Linked DNA regions of Mus musculus: region 1 is linked to region 2. The links are chromatin contacts, called in public Micro-C maps. All regions are on one chromosome and are shown on one strand. The core of a region is the stretch at or near the end of the contact, and the rest is flanking DNA. Distances in the headings are between cores, read along the strand shown.

Region 1 (5,910 bases), core at 3,216-5,715, 7.3 Mb after region 2:
CCGTTTTCTCTGAGATGAAAAGCATATACACAGCCGGGCGTGGTGGCGCACGCCTTTAATCCCAGCACTCAGGAGGCAGGGGCAGGCGGATTTGAGGTCAAGGCCAGCCTGGTCTACAGAGTGAGTTCCAGGACAGCCAGGGCTACACAGAGAAACCCTGTTTCTGAAGGAAAAAAAAATAGCATATACAATATGTATTTATTTACAGGAGTCAAAAAGTGGGAAGCACTTACCTCGTTAGAAATCTCCACCCATTTGAGCTTGCACATATCTCCTGAAAAATCCTTAAACGCAACTTTTTCCCAATCCATGTGCGACTCTGTGGTTTTGAACTTGGAGCTGTCGTTGGATGGGAGGTTGTTCTTCATGCATTCCAGCAGAGTCAGCATATCTTCCTGGGACCAGCGGTCTGTGACATGTAAGAGAAGTCACCACACCTGGCTCATGCCCTTCTCTTGATCTGTTCCCCAGCCTCTGAGTTCACCCCCTCCTCCCCAAAGCCCCTGGTTGCTTCTCATCTGAACCAGTACATGGCTCAGTCCTAAAAAAGAAAAATAACCGTGGTCCTATTAAATCAGGGAAGGGACTCTGGACCAGATAAAATAACCACCATACTTAAGTTACACTGGGAATCCTGTCTTGCTTACCTCAAAGCAATCACTTTTAACATGCTAGGCTGCCATGGGCCCCTATTTACAGTATGAGATGGAGTGGGAAGTCTAGTGATTTAGGGCCTATGGACAAAGGGCTCATCAGAAAGGGAGGGATCAGGGAAAGAACGTATCTAAATGTGGTCAGGCTCTATGTGAGTGTCAAACATGCAAGGCCTGAGGTTGAGGTGTGAGTCCTAAGGCTCCCAGTGAAGATGTCTGTCCAGCACAGCTGGAGATCAACAACTAAAGGCAGGTACTCCACCACTCTAGTCACTTTAAGGGAGACCAAAGCAGCATTTCTGGCAACTGAGAAAAGTGGAATTCAAACATTAGCACCATACACAGTAGTTCTGAGAAAAGGCAAGCAGGTGGACAGAGTTCTCAGGGCCTTGGTCTCTGGAGAACCCCAGAACTCCAAGTTGACATCTTAGCCCAATTATTTTCAGCTGCTAAAGTGCAGCCCAGAGACAGCTCTGAGCCTCTCTGCTATGGAGGCTGGGCTGGGGGAACCCTTGGCCAGGATGCAAAAGAGCTCCTGACTTTCATTTGCATCTGGTAACCTGGGCCGGTTTCCGCAGAAAAGGGTCACATGGCCCATAATCCTCTCTCCCCTGATGTCTCACAAACATTGGCAGATGCCCAGTTTCCTACTACCCTCCATGTCATAAACATAACACTGCTGACAGAGGTGGCTAGGGTCGGGGCATCTATAATTCCTAAGGCTTGGAGCCATAAACCACAATCCCCTTCCCTGTTTTCCACCTGCCTCTAGTGAAAATCTCCACTAAGGTGTGATACTTCAAGCTAAGAAACCAAGAAGGCTGGCTTCCAAGAGTCTTCCCTGTGACCCTCATTCATAGCAAGAGATCGTAAAGACTCAAGTTCTAAGCTCAAGGCCAAGTAATTTGGATTTGGCCAAACCCCCATGTGACAGATGCTTCACTTTCTAAGACTTAAGACTGTCTGCCAGTGCACAGAACGAAGCCTGAGAGGAACCTTTTACAAGGCTGGAGAGCTCGTGTGTGAAAAAAGACAAGTTTGAAAAGAGAAGCTGGGGACCCATACCTTGGCCTTTGGGGGCGGCCATTTCCAGGTCTGTGGGACAGTCCGCTTCTCCGTTCATTCTCCAGCTGTCCAGCCACCTCCTCGGTCGCGCTGGCCGGGCCACCCGGGGTCAAAGCCACCTCACCCTTTTGAAGAGACACCAAACCCACTTAAGGAGGCTGAGAGGAGGGGGGCTTTCTATCCCACCCCCTCACACATGGGAGGGGGCATAGGTCCACACTCTCAGCGAGACCCGAACAGGAGGCTCATAGACTTCATCAGTGGGTGCAGGAGTGAGCCCCACTCTTCTCTACCCCAGCCCCCAGAGCCAGGCGGTGCCGCATGCGCCCTCCCCTGCCCACGCGAGAGACTGCTCCCAGCTCCCGCGTGCAGCTAGCTCCCGCCCTCCGGCCTCCTTCCCCCACCCGGGCAAAAAAAAAAAAAAAAAATTCTCCTCCTCCTCCTCCTCGGTGAGCGCCCGCCCCGGGGAGGCCCCAGGCTGGAGGGCGGGGGAGGAAGGGCGGGTAAAGGGCGCGCGCGGGCATGGAAGCGGGCACGCGCCTCAGTCTCCTCCTCCCGCTTTTCCCCGGCCGGTTCCCCCCGCCTCCGCAACCCGGCGGGGACCCGGACGCCGCGCAGCCGCCGCCAGCCCGGGAGCGCAGCGGCCGGACCGCCCCCGGGGACTAGATCTGGATTCCCGCTGCTACCCCCCTCCCGACCTCCCAACGCGGTCCCCGCCTGTCCGGGCAGGCGAGCAGTCGGAGAAGCGGCCTAGCTTGTCCCCCGTCCCCGAACCACCCGGGGCCGGAGACGCCGCCGCCACCACCCAGCCACCCCAACACGCACGGAAGAAACCCGGCGCAGAGGCGCGACCGCGGCGGGAACGGCCGCCTCCTCCCCGAGCCTGCGGCCCAGCCCTGCCGGCGCCCCCGCCCCGGCCTCCGGGGAGCCGAGCCAAGCAGAGGGCGGGAGGACGGCGGCCGCGAGGCGGGGGCGCTTCGCTCACCGGCCCCGCCGCCCCCTCCGGCGGCCGGCGAGAACTGCGCCTGTCGGCCGGAGAAACGCGGGCTCCTCCACCCGGGGCCTCACTTGGGCCTCGCTTCCTGCCCTTCCTACCCCCGGCTCACGGCGCCCTTCCCCGTTCCCTGATCATCTTGTCTACAGTTCTCCCGGTATCGCCACTCGGCGTCTACCGCAGCCGCGGCTCGCTCCCTAGCCCCGGCCCCGGCGCACGTCCTCCGCCGCCTCGGTTACCCGGCGCAGCGCGGCCTCTGAGCTCCCCGCTCCGGCGGCTCCCTTCTCGGCTCTGAGCGCGGCGCCCTCCCCCGCTCGGCCGGGCACAGCCGCAACTCCCTCCCGCGGCGGCAGCGGCTCCTCCTCCGGGCGCGGCGGCGGCGCTGGGGCGGCGGCTGCTGCTGCTGCTGTGGCGGCGGCGGCTGTGGCTGCTGCCTGCTGCTCCTCGCGGCGAAAAGCACAAAGCACAGCGCCCTCCGCCTGCAGGCAGCCCGCCCGCCCGCCCGCCGGCCCCGGCCTCAGCTCGCACACCCCCCGCCGCCGCAGCAGCCTCCGCCGCCGGAGCGGGGAGGAGGGAGAAGGGAGGAGGAGGAGCGGGAGGGGGGGCGGGAGAAGCGGGGCAGCGAGCGCGTCCTTCCCCGTAGAGCGCACACCGACCCCCGGGGAGCGAGCGCCAGCCCGCCCGCCTCGCCGGCTCCGCTCCCTCCCACAGCCTGCCCGGGCGGGCTCCGCGGGGGGCAGCTGGGAGGAGGGGCGGGCGCTGGGGGGACCCGGGCGGCCGAGGCGGAGGCAAGGAAGGAGGGGAGGGGGGTGGTGGTAGTGGCGGCGGCGGCTGCTGCTGTTGCTGCCGCCGGGGAAGGGGGGGGCCGGGACAGGGAAGACACGCAGCCGCCCGGATGGCGGCGGGGCTGCGAGCCGAGGCGGGCGAGCAAGCGGGCGGCTAAAGCGACCTCGCCAGCCCCGCGGGGGAACTAGCAGGCTTGGCCGGCGCGGGAGGAAGGGAGGGCCGAGGTGCGGCGGTGGAGAGGGTGGCCGGCGAGCCTCGCGGGTGCCGGCAACCCTGCTCTGGAGCTCTCTTCCAGGCTCTCCCAGCTTAAGCTCGGTTTCCCGGCCTAGTCCTCATCTGCTCCTCTCTCCCGCCTCCGGGAGCGGGCTAGCGACCACCCTGGTCCCCGGAGCGTGGCTACCGGCTTGGGACTCACGCTCCCGGATCGCGGTGCGAGGTTTCGGCGCCTACCTCTCGGTTCCCTTATGCTCCGCAGAACACCCGTGAAACTTAAAATATATATTCTTAGTCCCCTAAACAACAAAAACCTCTCCCGTCCCTCCTCACACCCGGGAATCGGCCAGGAGCTGCCGACCCCAGCGGAAGAGTCACTCTGGGAGCCGGTTCAATCCAGCCCGGCATGGCTATCCAGGCCTTCCCGGGCGCGTGGAGGACGGAGATTGGCGCCGCCAGAGAGCAACCCCTTTCCCCCGAAATCCGCGGCACCGAGGCTTACTTACCGAGCAAGTGGGTGCTAGTGAGGGCCGGGGGCGCCAGGCAGCACGGCAAGCGGAAGAGCCGAGCCGCAGCTCCGCAGCTGCCGGCGCCCGGGCAGCGAGTCTCCAGACAAAGCCCGAGATGGCGAAGCGGAGCGACGGCTAATGGCGAGCCCCACGCGCCGCGCTCCGCCCGCCCCGCTCCGCCCGCCCGCCCGCCCGCCTCGGCGCAGCGCAGCGCAGCGCCGCTCCGAGCGCTCGCCCGTCAGAGCCGCCTTGGCGCCGCCGCCTCCCGGGCCGCCCCGGCCTCGCCTGGCCCCTCCGCCTCCTCCGGGCGGCTCAGCCTCACCCCTTCCCTCCCACCGCTCGGGGGCTGCACGAAATTTTAAAAAAAGGAATAGTAAAAAAAAAAAAAAAAAATGTTTTTTGCTTTTTTTTTTTTTTCCAAGGCAGATGTTTTTCGACATTTAGCTCTTTTTTGGCTCCCAGCTCCCACTCACCTGCGGGGCCTCCGGCAGGGCTGGGGGCGGGGGTGCGCGGGGCTGGAGCCGCCGAGCGCGGGTTGAAAGCTAGCCAAGCTCTGCAGCGCCCGACCCGGGCGTGTACGCCGCCGCCAGTCCCCGCAGAGAAATCGTCCTCCTACCCCCGCCTCCATCGCTCTGCGTTTCTCTTCCAATCAGCCGGTCGCTTGGCGGCTCCTCCAGTCTCCGGCCAAGCCAGCTGCCTAGAGCGAGCTCCACTCCATCTGCTTGCCCGACTCCTCGCTCTCCTGTCGGGGCGGGCAAGGCAGCTTGAGGCCGGAGGGGGATCTGTGAGGGATCCTGCCTGCTCCCTCTCCCATTGCTCCATCCTTGCTGTCTCCTGCCTCCTCCTCTCCTGCGTTTTTCCAACTCTCCCCTGTCGCCACTGGTGTGTGTCTGTGTGCGCAGGTTTTCTCTCTCTCTCTTTTTTTTTTTTTTTTTATTGCTTTGCTTTTGCAACCCTGAAGCTAAAGCGGGATGGGGGCGAAGGGGAATGTTACAAAAAAGAAAAAGGGAAAAAAAAAAGCCTCCTAGGTTTGCAACGTATGAAAATACCCGGGAAGTACCCCGCCTCGTTTGGGTCTCGGTGCCCGGCGAGGGCCTTCCGGATTTCAGAGCCAGTCTTGGGTTGTTCTCGATGTCCCCCATCTTCACCGGCCGTATGATCCGAGGAGTTAAGAACAAAAAGTTCACCCCTGTGTCGTAGTAGGGTGTCAGTGGGAGTTGGGGAGGTTTTTCAAGAAGCAGCGGAACGGCCATCCCTTTACCCTGGGCTTCAGTAACTAGGCCGCGACCGGGGTAGGGGTTTAGAGCAAAATCCCAGCGCGTTTGTGCGAAAGAGCTGGAAGGGGGAAGTCGGAACCGGGAACGGAGCTTCGTGCGTCTCCCCCTCGGTCTCTGCTTCCAGTTGCCTGCAAGCTCCCCCTTTAATTTTTTTTTTTTCTCCTCCTTTCCTTTAATCTAATTTCTTCCAACTCCACCTTTGTTGTTACCGGCGTCACGCCTGGATCAGCCAATCCCCTTCTCGCAATCAGCTTGTCAAAAAGGCTTGGCCAGCCCTGAGAAAGCAGGCCGCGGGCGCTGTCCCCCCACCCCGGCGACGACGGGGAGCCCACAAGAGAGCTCCGCACCCCGGTTTAAGGCAGGATTTGAGCAGCCCGGCAACCACAGATCTAACCTCCCGTATTCCACCATCC
Region 2 (6,150 bases), core at 3,380-5,879:
CACCCCATCCCCCAACCTATACACACACACACACACACACACACACACACACACACACACACACACAGACTGAGGCTTCCCTAGTCTCCAAGAAGCATGTGATCTTTACAAGGTTACACAGGTGCTAGAGTACAGTGTGAGACTGATGGGAAGAAAGCCAGTAGCCAGAAAAGTTAAAACAGGTGGTAGCTATCTCCCAGCTGTGGGAAGAAGGGGCCCACAGTTCCTCTCTCTGCAGGTGCAGTGACAGACTTCAGGAATAAAAGACCCTTTGGGAAGTTTAGATGAAAGGTCACCTTCAAAAATTATCTTAGGGCAGGGGTGTAGTTAAGAGATGTAGTGTTTTCCTAGCATGCTGGAGGCCCTGGGTTCAGTCTCTACCAGGGCAACGAGAAAGGATTCAGGCAGATTTGGAGGAGCCATGGGCGGGAATGCTTATAGAGCAGAATTTCACATAATGGACCTTAAAAAGAAGCAGAGGCCCAGTGTCTCACTAAAAGAGATTCAAGAGCTGTAGACACCAGAGCTCATTCCCAGCCACGTACCTGCCCACACTGTGCATGCGCACCCCGATACATGCTCCAATACACGTGCATTCATTGGCAGGGGCAGCCCACACTAAGCTCCAACCTCTGCGCTTTCTGCATTCAGGATCTCTCTAGTGCCCTGGGCAGCTCCTTGAGGTTGATCTATTGTCTCCCAGCTTACAAATGAAGAGATCTGGTGAAGTCCTTTAGCTTGGAAGTGGCAGCTTGAGGGGGGAGGGGGGGGTCTGTTCAAACAAAAATGGCCTGATTTCAAAGCCCCGTTCCAGCCTGTGCCTCACAGGAAGTAGGAGACACCCAGGGTCATCCATGGTCAGAAGATTTCAGACATTCAGGTTGAACGTGTTAGGAACTGAGGAATCCAAAATAACTAGCCCAAGGTCATGGAGCAAATGGGAGGAGCTAGGACTCAATTCAGACCTGCAGAACCCTAGCTGGGACTTGTGTGAGCCGGTGTTGCTCACTCCTTCCTGTTCCCAGGGACTCTAACTCCTCACCACCACCCCACCCCGGCACCACCACGCTGGGTGCTGGGTGAGCTCTCCTATTTGGAAATGTGGGTACACAAGCATAGCTTCACCGTGGATCCCAGAACTAGCTCAAGGCCCTAGGCAACAAAGGGGAAGAACTGGGGTGAACATTATTGAGGAGCCATAGAACAGCCAGAGGGCAGGATCTAGATCAGAGTCTTCACAGTGGCCAGGAAACAAACAAACAAACAAACAAAAACTGCTTTCAGAAGTTCTCTCAAAGGCCCAGGGCTGGGAAGAGCAGTCAGCCTTGGCACCCAGCCCATGCCTGAGCCCAGGGTGCTGAAGGCTGGGACTTATCGCACATCAGACTCTCTCCACCCATCTTCATCAGCATCTTTGCTGTTACACCTGCCATTTAAAGCAGGCAAGCCTCCAGGCATGTCATCAAAGAGCGCCTTCTGAGAGGGGCCATCCTGAGAAACAAGGGCGTTCAGGCCGGGAGAGGGCGGATAATCATTGCCTGTTGCAGTTTCTATTTCTTAGCCATTGCCCGGGAGACTTCTCCTTCCTCTACACAGGGTCATACGTTTCTGGGCTGCTGGCACCTCTCGCAGGCCTCAGTTTATCCCCTGGAAGCACTGAGGAGATACACGACTTCTGCCAGGTCACCCAGATAATAAGTGGTATAGCCAAGATCCTGGCCCGACTTTGGGGACCACTCCCCTCTCCTCTCTATACGGGACAAAGGAATGGCAGAAAGTTCCATCCCAAGACCACCAGGTACATTGGCGATGGCATCAACAGATTTCCTCTACCTGGGCCCCCGGGGAAACCAGAAGGTTCAAATTATCCTGAGATGCTAAACAGTCAAGAATCAGTGAACTTACAGCCCGAGGAATGAAAGTTTACCTCAGACAGGCAGGGACAGGATGGAGGTGACACCCCGTGCCCCACCCATCTCTTAGGCAGATTGGGTCGTGCCTGATTCCAAGGAAAGAGTGATGGTTAAAGCGGTTACCACTCAGCTCCCTTAAACGCTTCTTCAGAAGTTCCGGCTTGGGTGCTGCTCAGCTCCATCTAGGAGCCCAGGAAAAAATAATCTCCACTCATTAGCGGCAGCCACCCAAGCTCCACACTCACCGTACTTTCTCACATCCCAAAGCCCTTAAAGGAGTTTTACTCTGAGAAATCACTGAACAAGGGAGACCTGAGGGTACCTTTAAATCCAGTCCATCCTAAATTTCTGCCAAGGGTGTTGGGAAAGGGACTAACAGCTGGTTCCCAACCCCTCCTCCCACCTGGCCAGGAGTGTGGGTACAGACCCCTTGGGCTGGGGCCAGTGAAAAATGACTCACCACAAAGGGTGTGGGAGATTCTGGGCAGAACACCCAGGGCCCTGGGCCCTCCACCAAGTCCACAGAGGAACTCTAAGAACACTGCTCAGATTCCCAACTGGCAATGGGGTGAGCAGAAGGGCATCGCCCAACCACTGCAGAGGGAGCTGGGGATGTAAAACAGTTGCTAAAATGCTTGCTGAGCAAGAAGGAAGCCCTCGGTTGGAGTAACTGCTCAAGCCTGTAATTCCAGCACTCAGGAGGTGGCGGCAGTTGGATCAGAAAAGTTCAAGGTCATCCTTGACTAAGTATTTAGTTCGAAGCCAGCACAGGATACTGCAGGCCCTTTCTCAAAAAACAAGCCACTGACTGCCGTAGCCGGGTTAGGGTGAAGGGCTCAAGCCCCAGACTTGAATTTGAGAACATGTCCTAAAGCTTGTTCATGAAAGATGGGTCAGGAGGGGAGACGGAACCTGGATGGCTTCTTTACCCTGCACAGATCCCCAAACGCAGAACTGGGGAGGGGTAAGTCTCCTGCCCACTGTGCAAAAATGCAGGGGGCATCCGAAAGCCTGAGATTTGGGTTCATCTCCGGCTCCAGATGAGAGCCAAAAAATCTTCCCTCTCCTGGCACACTACTCTAGGGAGCCAGTCCAGTGGTTCTTGGCTCCTCCCCATCCCAATCTTCAGGGTTCCCAGGCGGTTTCCCCACGTCCCATCCCCCCCATGCACAGAGCTCTTTCGCACGTGCCATGGGTTAGTGTCCCACAAAACCCACACACGGAGAACGGAAGGGTAGAGGGTTCCCTCTATGAGCTGGGCCAGGCCAACCGGAGAGAGTGAGAAAACGGGAAGAGGAGGAAGAGGATGGAGGGGAAGAGGGCGGGGGAGGAGGCAGAGGCCGCAGGAAGGCCTGAGATGCAGGAAGCAGCTGGGGAGAGGGGGGAGGCTTTGTGCCTGAGTTGTTTTCTGGGTCCTAGTGTCCACCCTGTTCAGTTCCTGGGAATCTACCAACGACTGGAGGAGCTACACATCTAGACCTGACTGAATATTGGACGGATCCTCACTGCTAGATTGGGGAAGGATAACGGGCATAACAAGGCCCCTTGTTGTGTATGTGAGGAATGAAGGAGCTCTAAAGAAGCTGAGTTTTCAAGGTGGGATTTGTAGGGTACACACACACACAAACACGCTTGCACACAAGTGACCAGAATCCTCTAAGTCTGAGACCCAACGTAGAACTCTCAATAGGGAAACTTTAGCCCTGGGACTCTAGAATCATTCCTTCCAACCTCCCCCAACACCTTACAAACCTTCCTGTTTCAGAGATCTTTTCTGGCAGGTTATGAAGGCCAGGATTCTATACCTCTCCCCAAAGGGGTAGGTGAACAACGTCATTTTAAGACTTCCCAAGGCAAAAAAGCATCTTTGGTAATCTCCTGCCATATGGGTGATGTAACCCCCAACCCTGTCCCTTTCTTCATTTCTCCTCCGGACAGAGCACCACAAAGATTGCTGGGCCCAAGTTTTACATTCTGAAAGATGAAAAAAAAAAAATTCCTATGGGGAATTGTTAAAATGAAGAATCCCAGGTTCCGCCTCTGAGATTCCCCTTCACCTTTGGGAAGGAGCTAGAAATTATGTACTTTGATCTAGCACCCAAAAGTTTTGTTGCTGGTACCCCTGAACACTCTAAGGACCTTTAGAGAAATGATTAAGGGCCCTCCCCACAGAACCCCTTCACTTTGTGGGAGGAGAAGGCCAGTTCCTGCTGTGGCTGGATGGCTCCCCGCCCCCAGGGTTAAATGAGGGGACGCCTAAGTGGATTGTGAAAAGCCGAGTTTGGGATGGGAGGGCTGAAGAAGAATAGCCAAGGTCGGTGAAGCTGCGGAAGGCTGTCCGCCAACTATGAGTAGGAGAGACCAGGCGACAGGGTGGAAGGGAAGGGGAGGGCTCACAGGCTCCGGCCCCGGAAATCCGATCCCTTTAGGACCCAGTGGTACCAGTCCCCCAGCGGCGGCGGCGAGAAGGGCAGCCGCTCGGTCTCCGGCAGCCGCGGTTCGGGCAGAGCTAGAGAAAGACCGAGGCTCGGGGCGCGGGGGGGAGGGAGGGAGGGAGGGAGGCGCGGCGGAGCGGCCCGGGTCAGCGGAGCAGCCACGGGCGCGGGGATGCCGGGCACCCCGAGAGCCAAGGCCCCCGGCCGGAGTAGGGGGCGCCTGCGCCGCCAGCGCCGCTGACACCGCCTCGGAGGATGTGAGCCGGTGCCGTGGCCGCTGCTTCGCGGGCTGGGCGCGCGGTCCCAGCAGCTCCAGCCAGCCTCCGCTTCTTCAATTTGGGTGGGGGCGACCGCACCAGGCCGCTAGAGCTTTCGAAGGGGGCTGGCTGTCTTTGGCAGCTTGGTTGGGGGAGGCGACCCACACAGGGCGCTCGGAGATTTTTTTTTTTTAAAGCAGGGTTAACTGTTTTTTGGCAGCTTGGTTTCTGGGGGACTCTATAGAAGGCCTTTCGGGATTTCTTTCTTTGGGGGGAGGGGGCGGTGGTCCCGACTTGGCCAGCCGCCTGCTGGAGGGGGGCAGCGGGGAGCAGGGGGATGCGAACCCGGCTCCCCCAACCATGATGAAGACGGAGCCTCGGGGGCCCGGGGGTCCCCTCCGGAGCGCCTCCCCGCACCGCAGCGCCTACGAAGCGGGCATCCAGGCACTAAAGCCTCCCGATGCACCCGGGCCCGACGAGGCACCCAAGGCGGCCCACCATAAGAAATATGGCTCCAACGTCCACCGCATCAAAAGTATGTTCCTGCAGATGGGCACCACCGCGGGGCCGCCGGGTGAGGCAGGCGGAGGCGCAGGCATGGCCGAGGCCCCACGGGCGTCCGATCGCGGGGTGCGCCTGTCCCTGCCGCGGGCCAGCAGCCTGAACGAGAACGTAGACCACAGTGCCCTGCTCAAGCTGGGCACCAGTGTGTCGGAGCGCGTGAGCCGCTTCGACTCCAAGCCCGCGCCCTCGGCGCAGCCCGCTCCTCCGCCGCACCCGCCGTCCCGGCTGCAGGAGACGCGGAAGCTGTTCGAACGGAGCGTCCCCGCGGCCTCGGGTGGCGACAAGGAGGCCGTGGCGCGGCGGCTGCTGAGGCAGGAGCGCGCCGGCCTGCAGGACCGGAAGCTGGACGTCGTGGTGCGCTTTAACGGCAGCACCGAGGCGCTGGACAAGCTGGATGCTGACGCCGTGTCGCCGACGGTCAGCCAGCTCAGTGCGGTCTTCGAGAAAGCCGACTCGAGGACCGGCCTTCACCGTGCACCCGGCCCCCCTCGGGCAGCCGGGGCGCCCCAGGTCAACTCGAAGCTGGTCACTAAGCGGTCCCGGGTGTTCCAGCCACCGCCGCCGCCTCCCGCCCCGTCGGGGGATGGCGCGACCGAGAAGGAGCGTGGCCCCGGAGGGCAGCAGCCCCCACAGCACCGGGTGGCCCCTGCCCGACCTCCGCCTAAGCCGCGGGAGGTGCGCAAGATCAAGCCGGTGGAGGTTGAAGAAAGTGGGGAGTCTGAGGCCGAGTCGGCTCCCGGGGAAGTGATCCAGGCCGAGGTGACGGTCCATGCAGCCTTGGAGAATGGCAGCACCCCGGCCACCACAGCCAGCCCTGCACCCGAGGAACCCAAGGCCGAAGCGGTCCCCGAGGAGGAGGCGGCGGCGTCAGTGGCGACGCTAGAGAGGGGGGTGGACAATGGCCGGGCCCCGGACATGGCACCTGAGGAGGTGGATGAATCCAAGAAGGAGGACTTCTCGGAAGCGGACTTGGTGGATGTG

What was found. Hi-C and Micro-C count contacts between places; a contact is called where the count stands out from the background.
Region 1: a Micro-C map of the HL-1 cell line shows a contact between it and region 2, with 8 times the contacts expected there. The contact joins the promoter of Ubtf here to the promoter of Ppp1r9b in region 2.

Annotation. Positions count from the first base shown.
Region 1 is chr11:102,314,631-102,320,540 of GRCm38.p6, forward strand. Ubtf (upstream binding transcription factor, RNA polymerase I) reads right to left here and starts at 4,466. Exons shown (of 21, transcript NM_011551.7): 1 at 4,218-4,466; 2 at 1,719-1,843; 3 at 234-409. The coding sequence starts at 1,776.
Region 2 is chr11:94,986,583-94,992,732 of GRCm38.p6, forward strand. Ppp1r9b (protein phosphatase 1, regulatory subunit 9B) reads left to right here and starts at 4,630. Exons shown (of 10, transcript NM_172261.3): 1 at 4,630-6,150. The coding sequence starts at 4,966.